Linked DNA regions of Gossypium hirsutum: region 2 is linked to region 1. The links are chromatin contacts, called in public Hi-C maps. All regions are on one chromosome and are shown on one strand. The core of a region is the stretch at or near the end of the contact, and the rest is flanking DNA. Distances in the headings are between cores, read along the strand shown. Region 1 has its middle 5.1 kb from the start of LOC107948255. Region 2 has its middle 14 kb from the start of LOC107948259.

The links. A called contact is a pair of places that touch in the nucleus more often than the background predicts.
Region 2: a Hi-C map of leaf shows a contact between it and region 1, with 2.8 times the contacts expected there. The contact joins two enhancer-like sites. A contact is called at or near these places in 6 of 34 Hi-C or Micro-C datasets (hypocotyl and leaf).

Annotation. Positions count from the first base shown.
Region 1 is chrD08:63,627,355-63,633,323 of Gossypium_hirsutum_v2.1, forward strand. No RefSeq gene overlaps it. Among protein-coding and RNA genes, the nearest start is that of LOC107948255, 5.1 kb to the right of the region's middle. Within about 2 kb of position 2,742, at least 4 of the 9 cell types and tissues checked have an H3K27ac peak or open chromatin away from gene starts, as enhancers often do. A contact at or near this core is called in leaf, where this site is marked.
Region 2 is chrD08:63,726,322-63,732,290 of Gossypium_hirsutum_v2.1, forward strand. No RefSeq gene overlaps it. Among protein-coding and RNA genes, the nearest start is that of LOC107948259, 14 kb to the right of the region's middle. Within about 2 kb of position 2,505, at least 6 of the 9 cell types and tissues checked have an H3K27ac peak or open chromatin away from gene starts, as enhancers often do. A contact at or near this core is called in leaf, where this site is marked.

The DNA of each region.
Region 1 (5,969 bases), core at 1,492-3,991:
GTCAAGTCTGCATTTCGTAGTTTGCCTTTTGAATTATGTTCTTGGATATTCAACTATCAATTGTATCAGAGAGGATCTTGGGAGATACAAATTAAAACAACCATGAGATTTGCAACCTCATGCTCTGCTTACCACATGGTTGTTCTTGTTTTGATTTCTTTTTTGTTACTCATCTCTTTTGATTTTCCTTTGTTGCATAACATGGTGCATGCTTTGACAAGACGTCTAAGATAACTTTCTAGTAAAAAATAGTGGAATGTGTTTCTTTTTCGGTATCATTTTTATTCTCTCTCAGCTTCGACTAGTAAGTAGTCTTTCTAGTTGATTGGCTCTTGATGCAGCTAAAATGAAGCAGTTTTCCTTTAACCTTTCTAGGGCTTTTAATGGACCGGAGTTACTGAAATGCAAGCGGCTTATGTTGAGAATTTATTGGGATGCCAAATGTTTGAATCACTAGGTTTGGAATTCTCGTCAACATCTTGATGTCTTGCATTTCCATCGTTTCAGGGAAAATTTTCATTTGACAACCGTTTATGTGAAGATGAGTGTTTAATTCCCTCGAATCTCCTCTACCTGCCTACCTAAAATGACTAAAACCCTCTCTGTTTTGGTGGCCTGGGATGATGCCACTCTGTGGTTAGCTCTGTCGCCTACTACCAAAGAAGGAAGAACTCCAAGACCGCCTAAGACGATATTGTTCTTAGCCTTGAAGAACTGAAACTCTCCTCTCTTACTACTTCCAAAGGGTTTTCCAATGGTTTAAGAATATGCTTCATTGAGGGTCGTTTAGAAGGCTTCGGGTTAAGGTGTGACCTTGCGACAATTGCCATGGCCCATACCTCCTCCAATAGATCCTCATCTACAATCGAGGAGGGATCCATGATCTTGGGTCAAGCCACTTCTTTTTAGATGCATCTTCTGCCTTGCCAATACCAAGCTTGCCTGTTATAAGCTCATCTACAATCAAGGATGGATATCATCTTTATACATGTGAATGGTAACTGCTTTAAAATTACAGTCAAATTTAACCAATTCAAGCAAGGATGTGATGTCAACTCCAGCCCTTGTAGGATAAGAATGGCAAATCAAAGAAATGAATGTCCACGGATTAGTGAACTACTAATATTAAGCCTAGCATCTTAACCCATGGTAACATATAAAACTAAGGATGTCAACTAGCATGTAATCAAACTAATAATGAAAAATATAAATATTTTTTATATTTTATTTTGAGTAATGAAATTGATCATGTAACCTAATTCAAATCGGTTTTGAGTTAAACCTTCCAAAAAAAAAACGTGGTATAGTGGATAAATTTCAATCTCGGCCCTTCATAGTATTCCTAGCTTTGTTGTTGATTCTGGAAATTCTTGTTCCAATAGACATACAATATATTGCATACAATTTTGCATTGATATATTGTATACACAAACAATGAAATTAATCCAATATGAAAATAAATCGAAGTTTCATGTGTACATATGAACCCCAATTCAATTTTCATGTGCATAACTGCACCAAATCAATATTTATAAATCAAAATTCAGGTATAAATTTGATATTTATCCAAAAATATTCGTCATTTTTTGCAGAAAATCTTTTGACTTTCCAGCTAATAGGGTGGAAGCAAATATTCCGAATCTTCCTTCAATAGTTAGTAGCAAATAATAAGATTAAAACTAATTAACAAAAGCTAGCGATGTCTTGGACTAGTGACAAATGCATTATGTTGTAGGTATAAGAGTTTGAGTTTGATTCCGGACAATATTATTCTCCTTCCCTAATTATTAAAAACAAGCAATTCTGAAATAGTTTATGATAAAAAATTGTTCCACTTTAGTATTAGCATTTAGCCTATGTTATGATTAAATTTTGAATTTACCAAATTTATCTTAAAAATCACTTTTTACATGTCTAATGTTAAACAAACAAATAAAATGAATTACTCAATATGTTTATTTATTCTCACAATCTGTAAGCCTCAGAAAAATTTATTGAGCAATACCCATGAAGGGTGTGTGCTCAAAGATCTAGCTAATGCCTTAAAAGGTTTGGGGGTTTGCTATTAATTTAGGGTGGTTTAGATAAGAGGTACGTTTACCTCTGATTAGTAAAAAATAGTGGTGGCGGTGAGATTGAATATTATGATGATACTGTAATATGAGATAAAAAACAAGTTAAATGCACTGCATTGTATCCCACCATACATCCAAACCTATGCTTAGTGAGCAATACTCATGAAGAGAGTGTGCTCAAAGAATTAGTTAAGTGCCTTTAGGCTAGCAATAATTCTCCTATTAACTTAACGAGCAATACCCATGAAAGGTGTGTGCTGAAAGAACTAGCCAAGTACTTTAAGAGGCTGCAAGCAGGGTGATTCAAAATTCTTTAAATATTAAATTTGAAATTAGACACATGGTGCAAAATTATTGGTGAGCTTGATATAAACAAAGAGTGTGACTGAGAAACTTAAAAATATCACTTTAATTTATAGTTTCTAACTTTAAGTAGCAATTAAATTCCAAATGTAAACCAAATTCTTCCTATATATTAACCCTACAACCATTTCATAGAGACTTACCATGTTGTAGTTGACCAGCTCCAGTAGCTGTAGGGTTAATTCGAACCTTCCAGGCTTCCACCTTCATGTTTCCAATGATGTTCCTTTGACGTTAAGGCTGTGAAAATTCTACCAGACCAGGTGAGGCCACCCTAACATTAAATAATGTGACCTAACCCCTTTAACACGTCTTGCTTCCACTTTACTTATTGACTTATCGTTCATACACTTTGCTTTTGACTTAGCTAAGTCCACACATTCATGCTTGCAATTCTCACATTCAATTATCCAAGGGTCCCAGAAAAATATTCACTTGATATATAATATGATGATGAAAAAATTAAGAAAATATCAGCATATAGAATCAATTAAGAATCTAACTTGATTTTAGATATGGTAAACATAATCATTAAACCCCTAAGCTTAAAAGCTAATTAGAAATATGCTTTCCATGCACGTTTGTGATTAAAAAATAATTGTTTTCATATCCTATCTTTTCAAACTTTGAACCACCAAAAATAATGTTAAGACTAAATTTCTTCGAAGCGTAGAAAAGGAGCTAAAGGTAAAAAGAAAATCACCCCAAAAGAAAAGTCTATTTCCATTTTATTACTTTTCAAAACATCAAATCCTTTGTTCATATGAACATCAAATCAATCTTTCCACAATCATTCATCATTTAATTATATGACAATTCCAATTATTGTTAACTTATATATGAAAAAAAAAAGAATTTATTTAAAAAACAAATAAAGGATTTATAGAGCATCTTTGTATTATACATTTTTTGGTGATTTAATTCTATTATGATTATTTCTAATCTTAGAAATTATATATTACCAAATATAATTTATCATTATTTCAATTTATAATTTCATAAAGACTATGTTTTTGGGGTCAAGACCCTTGCATCTACCCTCAAAAATTAAGTTTTGGGTATTACTAGAAATGTTCTTCTAAATCTCAATCAACGTCGAAACAAATCACCCTTAAATCATCATGACCAAAGGGTTCTCATGTAATAATACTAAATAAGTTTTCATCCGGCTCATTTAACACTTTATGCATATTCTGCCTTGGGAGTAAAGCATAAAATCCATGCAAAATAATAATATTATTATTAGAACAAAAAATAATTGAAAATAGTATTATTACGCTACATTTGGTATGAGTGATGTTTTTTCATTATATTTTAGTATATAAGTTAATAATAAACTCATTTCAATTAGTTATTTTTAGTCATTCACGTTACTTGTTTTCGAAAAAATAATTTTTTTAATAATTTTAAATATATATATTTTTTAGAATTCTTTTTTTATGTTTACTTCATGTCAGATTTTAAAATTCATTTTTATTTTATATCTAACTATTATAATTCATATTTATTAAACGAGGTGTTAATTTCTTTACCATCCCATAATCTTAAGTACTTGTCATGCATGAAAAATGAAACCCTTTTTCTTTTCTTTAATGCTTGTACACACACATCAATACATACATGTATGTGTAGTCTACTTCTAATCACATGGGATTGAGCTCAAGCAATCATCATATCAAAAAAAAAAAACCCTTTTGATCACATGGATTTGGAATCTTATACTCCTTATTAAAAGTCCTTTTTTTTCCTCTTCAAATTACAAGGAAATTAATTAAGAACCCATCCATTCATCCACGAAATGAAATCATTATTTCCTTTTTCTTTTTACAATCTCAAAGAATCTTAATCAGAAAGATGGAAGTAGACAAGTGTTGTTCATACACGAACCTCAGTTTTTTTTCCAGTCGACTAAATTGTACTTTGTTTAATTTGAGGTTGGGGTTTCTTGGTAGGTTTGTCTGAATATTCCTTCATTTTGTAAACCTTTAAACTCTTTTTTTCCCCTCCTTACTATTGAATTAACAGGCAGAAAATTTGGGGCTTGTATGTGCTTTTTATTACTACCCTGTTTTCCCCTTGATTTCACAAATTAAAAGGGAGACGTCAAAGGGAAATGGGGGGAAGCATGCCTTTGCTGCTATGTGCATGAATGCCACATTGAAGCATATCATCATGATGGATTCATCAGCTACATGCACATGAGGAATAAGGCTAAGTCTACATAAGACAGAAGACGAGTTTCATTGAAAAGGGAGTGGAAAGGATTTTAATGTATAGGCAAAAGAATAGTATTTTTTATAGTCCAATGACAAAAAAGCTAGATTTTGAACTAATAATTGACCCTTTTTTTCTTTCTTAAATACAGAGAATTACATGATTTTAATTTTTAAAAGTGACTCATGGAATGAAACTCAATTTAATTACTTCTAAATGATTAAGTTACAAATCATGAGGAAAAAGAAGAAGAAAAGAATATAAATCTGGAATATGGTTGATCATCATCAAACCAATCCCAAGCATAACAAGAAAATTTTAAAAATAAATCAATAGGATTAAATATTAGAAAGAAAAAAAAATGAACAACTTGCTCTTCAATTATATAAGAATATAACACAATTGCATCAAAGCTGGCAGCATCCGACATGAAACATTGGCTTCTAGCACACTGCCATGGTGGCTGGGTGGGTGTCCTTTTTGGCCTGAGTACAAAGTGTAACTTCAGCACAGGGTCTGGGATAAAGCCTCTGCAAATTCCAGGAAAATGCTGCATTTTGCACATCATATCTTTAATAACAAGACAAAAACACACACCCCTCTTTTTCCTGTTTGGCATTTTGGATTTACTTTTACATTGTTGATGATAATTATTTCATGTCTTGGATAGCCATGAAATGGGTTTAAGCAATGGACACCTAATAAGGACACAGCAAAAGTTAAGGCGTCTAAGGCAGGTTCAGTTGGCTAATTTTGTAGAATAATTTGGTAGGTCCAAAACCCCCTATGATTCAAACTGTTTTTTTTCTTCATGATATTACAGCATAGGATCTGTAATTTCATTTGTAGTGTTATCAAATTGCAGATGTTTTCCGAAAAAATAAATTGTTGATTATGAAATATGTTTTATTTTCATAAAAAAGGATCAAACCCTTAATTACATAATTGAATAATGATGTGAACAATAATCCCATGATTAGTTTCATCAAGCTTTGCCCATTAGAAAATCAAAAAGTGCATATCTCACACTTAGTTGTTCAACACATTGAGGGGGTGTTGGTGAAGGGTAGCTGTGTAGTGAACCTAGTTTTTTTTTTTAATAAAAAAAAACAAAAACAAAGAATCTTCCAGGTCATGCATGCATTAAAATATTTGTAATGATATTTATCGTAAAGGTTGTTTTTCTCACTCTCCTTTCCTCCTTGTCCTTTGGGTTTACATAACAAATAGTGAAAATGACATGTGTGGCAATTTCCACATCTTTGTGCTATCAGCCAAGACCAAGACCCACATCTTTGTACAACACCCATGGGTAAT
Region 2 (5,969 bases), core at 1,255-3,754, 99 kb after region 1:
GCGAAGTCTTAATAGCACTCCTATTTATCCAATGAAAGGGTATATGCCAAAAGTGGGATTTTAATATATTATAATAAGCAACTAAAACTCCAACCTTTGAAAGATTAAGAAGAGAAGAAGCAAGAGCATTAATGATGTCTCTACCATAACATTATTGATGCCATCGTCCATAAACTAAGAGAGTGTCTCTCGAATCAACAATATGTGGTTCCAATATAGCGAGTAAATGACCTGATAAAGCACGTATAAAATTGCCACGATCATCACGTAATATAGTAGCAAAAATTGGTGGCCTGATTAGCCTCAAACGTTGCAGTATCAACATTACATTTCACCCATCCTGAGATTAGTTTAGACTAGGAAGCAGCGGTGTGATTAGGACTGAGACTGTACGCGACCAAAAGCCATCTGTGAAACTTGCCAATCCTGTAAGAACTGATTTGAAAAAGAAATAATATGTGACGGGGGAGCATCAGTAGCTTTCTAACAAAAAAATATGAAAATACCAGAGGCTTCAAAATATGACTGCTGCTTGTATAAAAAGAACATCATTAGCAAATGATAATAAGGCAAGCAACCAATTATAAAGAGATTGATTTGAGACGACTAGCCCAGCAGCTAAACCACACTTCCTTCGCCTTTGGACAGCTGAGTGTAACATGATCCAAATCTTCAATACCACTACATGGGGAACAGTTTAGGTTTACATTACAACCCTTATCAGCTAGCCGATGGCAGCATGGAACAAAACTTCTTACGAATCTCCAAACAAAGTCTTCAACCTTGGGAGGTAGGCTTGAATTCCACAGTTTCGTCCAAGGTCCTTCAATAGCAAAGTCATGCAGATCGGTGTACATACTTAGTGCAGTTATGTAAGCAGACTTGACGCTATCTAGGTGAATCTCAAAAATGGCCTTACGAAATTCAACAAGATGAAAAGGAGTAGTTAGAAAAGCATTATCCTGATCTCGAACCATAGCTTGCGTACCATCCAAGGCATCGGAATTCTTCACAGTTTATTGAGGAAAAATATTATTAAAATAATCAACAACAATGTTACCCATACCGACCTTATCTAAACAAGGCCGCCCCCTGTGTATCAAGCAAATATTGGGATGTGATTCGTTCTTCGTTTTAATGCTTGACCATGGAAATACTTTGATTTTGCCTCTCCGTAACTCATCCAAAAAACTTTAGATCTCTATCGCCAATACACTGCCTTTTCCGCAACAAGATTATTGATCGTGTTTCTTAAAACTATCATTAAAGTATCATTAACCCCACAAAATTGAGCCTCCTCAATTTTTCGCTTAGCCTCTTTCAGTCGAGATGCAAAATTACCACCCAAAGAAAACTACCAGATCACAAGTCAAGAACTACATGATTTTAGTTTGTCGAGAGTGTCATGCGACGGGCAAGCATGCCACCCCTCTTGCACGACATCAAAGAAGCCATCTTCGGCGAGCCAATGATTTTTGAACTTGAAACGTCTGGGTTTTTGTGAGGGGAAATATGAAGCAGACACCAACTTTAACGGGTTATGGTCGGAGGTATCACTCACCAAGTTATCGAGTTTATCATAAGGAAAAACATCTACCCACTGTTGATTGATAAAAGCACAATCAAGCTTCTCCATGGCAAACGCATTGGACCCCCTCTCTTGTTCCCAACTATAGCTAAATCCAATAAAAGGCAACTCCATAAGATGGCAACCAGCTACACGTTATCGAAAACCTTCCATCAAAGAAACCGGGTAGGTGACACTACCGTATTTATCTTTTAGAGACTTAAGGTTGTTGAAGTCACTGATGCAAACCCATGGAAGCTCATGAAACCGAGAAAGTGACCATAGAAGTGCTGAACTAGGGTCTCCTAAAAAAAAGGTTTAAGTACCACTTGAATTCACCATTTAGAATCAATATCTTCTTTCATAATGAAAGTATAAAAAAATTTAGGTATCAATTAAAAAAAAGGTTTAAGTGCCAACTTGCTTCCAATTTAAGTGCCAACTTGCTTCCAATTTAAGTGCCAACTTGTTTCCAATTAAAAAGTAATTTAGGTATTGCTCATGACAAAAAAAAATTTAGATATTAAAGTGAGACAAAAAAAAATTGAAGTACTAAAGTGAGAAAATAAATATATTTTAAGAACTAAATCATGAATTAAGTACTTCAATTATACGGTACTTTCCCAATTAAATTAGAGTGATGAGTTTTCATCATAAGCCTTTTAAAATATTCCACTTAATTAAGGGTAAAATATTACAGAGTTATTTAGACAAAAGAAATTTACTAAGGGGTAGATTGTAGTGTGTGAGGCATGAGGTATATTCGATTTCTTAAAACACAATATTCTGTTTTCTCAAATAAAATCAAGATGTAGCATAATTTATTACTTATCAGTAAAGATAATTAGGTTTGGTTGGAAAGGAAGGGTGAACTTGATATAAAGCCCAACCCTTAGCAGAAAGCTTCGGTCCCCAGCTAGCTTACGAGTATCGCAGGCAGGCCTTTAGCTCATTACAATGTGGGAAAATCAGATCAGACACCATAATCAGTCCACTACAAAGTTACTTTTCTATCCAGGTTCTTCGGCTTTCTCAAACACTAATCTCTGTAGATCATCTACTACTTTTTTTCTTACAAATTTTAAATTGAGTGAGAGGATGATTTTGCATAGATGCTCATGCCAGTTTTTTCTTCTTTGCAACATTAAATTATCATTTCGCTACACACTCGAGTCACAAGAAGAAAGAAGCATAAACATACAAAGATTCACAAGACCAGGCCGACAATCAATCCATCGGGCAAGACAAAGCAAACCAAACCAAAACAAAGCCCAAGATCGATGCATAGAAAAAACAAGACGAATCAAACATTAAGAGGCAAAATGGGGGCCAACCCCTGAACTATGAATCGGCAGTAAGCTCTTTTAAGGCAGAATGATTATACAAGTTTTCCAGGACCGTGTGGACTGCAATCAAAGCTTGAAGTGACGTTGTTTTGCAGGATCAGCCATCATTGACTCACTGATGCTTTGACAGTGTTTTGATATACTCATCCAATAGATGAAACACCATGTATAACACCGTGAAGAAAATAATGGATCAATAAAACTGGATGTTCCTTTCCAAATAAGAACAATTGAGCTCATACATTGCTATGGAGGACTAAGAGCCAATGTGAAGGCAAACGACATAACAGTGTGGGTAGATGCTGCCCCCTAACTCAGTAACAACGATGAATGATAATTCTCGGAGTTATTTTTAATATAGTTTTTATAATATTTTAAGAGCTAATTTTAGCATTTAAATTAGTTTTTATTGTATTTTATAATTTTTTAAATTAATTATATTTTATTTAAATTTTGTTTGTTTTTCATGTTTTTAGAGTTAATTTGGGTTTACTTGTTATTTTCCTTTCTATATGGATTCCGGATGAAGAATGGAAGACTTAGAGTATAGAGTAAAAAGTGGTAAAGTGAAGTCTTCTGTTCCACCGGATTTAATTCGGTTGCGGACTTGTAGTGGAGTAATGATTAAAAACCTTAAAAACAATGGTGATGAGATTTAAGAAAAAAAAGAAAAAAATGTGCAAGGAATTACTTGGAGGCTAAAGAACAACTCTCTCGTACCAAGAAAAACTTCAAATTTGCAAAGATAAGAAGAAAAAGATATCCGAAGAGCTTGGTATTAATTCCTTAACTATTTTCTCTTTAGATTATTTGTTTTTACTTTTTATTGATGCAAGTTTATTTTGAATATTTTTTTTGTGTTGTTTTCTCAACTTAATATGAACTAAATTCTTTTTTTTTAACAATGACAAACCCTATTTTTTAGTTAATTTACTTTTATTTCAATTGTTCCAATTATTGTTACTTATTTATTCACACATGTGCTTATTTAATCTATTTGTCTGCCCACAAATTTGTATTAATTTGATAATCTTGTTTGTCTAGGAAGAAAATTAACGTTTAAATTTAGATTGAATAAATTTTGATTAACTTTAGTAGTGCTAAGGAACGAGTTAATTTGCATCTAAAATAGGAAGATACCTGATGCCTAATCAACCCATAGGCTTGTTCTTAACGATTTCACCTAACTTGCCTATAGATATTGGAAGGGTCTAGTTAATGCGATTAAATCATGGATTAGTAATTATATAGATTCAACAACTGAATGAGAGATAATTAATTAACTAAATTAGATGAAGTTAGAGTTCAAGTATTTAAAATTGATTGAGAAATTTTAAAAAATTCAATTATTTTAGTTTAATATAAAAAACTCCTTAATTAGCTTAATTTAATTTCAATAGTAATTAGAATTTATTTTATTGATATGAATAAGATAAAAATTGAATAATTGATATTTAGCAACTTAGAATTTGATCCTCTTGAAAACAATATTTTTTTATTACTTTAATATTAAATAATAGTTTAATAAGAACGTTACTTGTCTGTGAATATTTTCGTCCAACTCTGAAAATAAATTTTTTCGTCCACACATGTGATTGCTAACACAATTATCAAGATACCTAATATTTTTATTTGATTTTTCACTTTTGTTAAAAGTGAGGAATGCACTAGATTCCACGTTTTTTTTCTTCTTCTTTAGTTGTTGCTACATGATTTCTCTCCTCCACCCTGAGAGTTTATATACACTCATAACTAAAATGACCACATTTATTGCAACTATAACATTGTATCTAAGATTTATATCTTTGTTGAAGTCTACCTCTACCTCGACCTCGACCTCGACCTCGAACTCCTCGTTCATGACTTGACATCTGATACTCTTCACTTGTTTGGCCTTTTCCATATAATTGATTGCACCGTTCACATGTTCCCCGTCCACCTCTATTTTTGCCTCTATATCCTCCACGATTGCTTGTACCTTGTCCAAAATTATTGCTAGCTCCACTTTCATTGAAGGACAGCTTGCTTTGCAAGAATTGCTTCAAATTTCCAGTATCATCATTTTGCTTGATTTTATGGTCATGAGCTTGGAGGGAACCCACATGTTCGTTGACAGATATTTGTGACAAATCTTTTTATTCTTCGATGACAACAACCACATAATCAAATTTGTGTGTTAGTGACCGCAAAATTTTTTCCATTACTCTTACGTCATCAAGGGTTTCTCCATTCTTTTTCATTTCATTTACCACTTCTTTTACTTGGGTGACATAATCATCAACACTTTCTGAAACTTTCATTTTCAATGTCTCAAATTCGACTTTAAGAGTTTGTAAACATACCTTTCTGGCCTTTTCGGCTTCTTGAAGGGATTTTTGCAAAATTCCCCATGCTTCCTTTGACGTCTTGCGTCTGAAATTTTTTCAAAGGTTGATTTATCAACACCTTGAAAAATAAAGAACAATACTCTCTTATCCTTTTTACGAACTTCTTTCAATACTCTTTTTTCTTCGTTTGTCAAAGCCACTTCAGTAGCTGCATTTTCGGGCTCGACATATCCTTCTTCGACAACGTCCCGACAATCTTGAGAACCGAGCAAAGCCTTAATTTTGATGCTCCAATTGTCATAATTTGTCTTTGTTAATTTCAAGACCTGCGGTTGAATCATGTTTGCCATTGTGACGTCGACACGAACCTAGCTCGGATAACAGTTGTTGGAAATGTAATAAACACTCAAAATCAAAGTAATTTTATTACATATAAATATTACACAATACAAATACAAACTTTTCTTTCTCTCTATACTAGTTGCTGCTAGATTTCTACTCTCACACTTTTTTTTCTCACTTTCAACACACACATTAATATACGAAATATACATATACATATATATATAAACATAGTATACCGCCTTAATGATTATTTATCCTTTTAAGTATATCATGAAACTTCCAGTAACAATGTATTGATTATGTTCATCCTTTGTGAGTTGCATGTCACTTTGCAATCAATTTCAAAGCCACGTTTTGTAAAGTTGCTGGCTAATTTGAATAGCA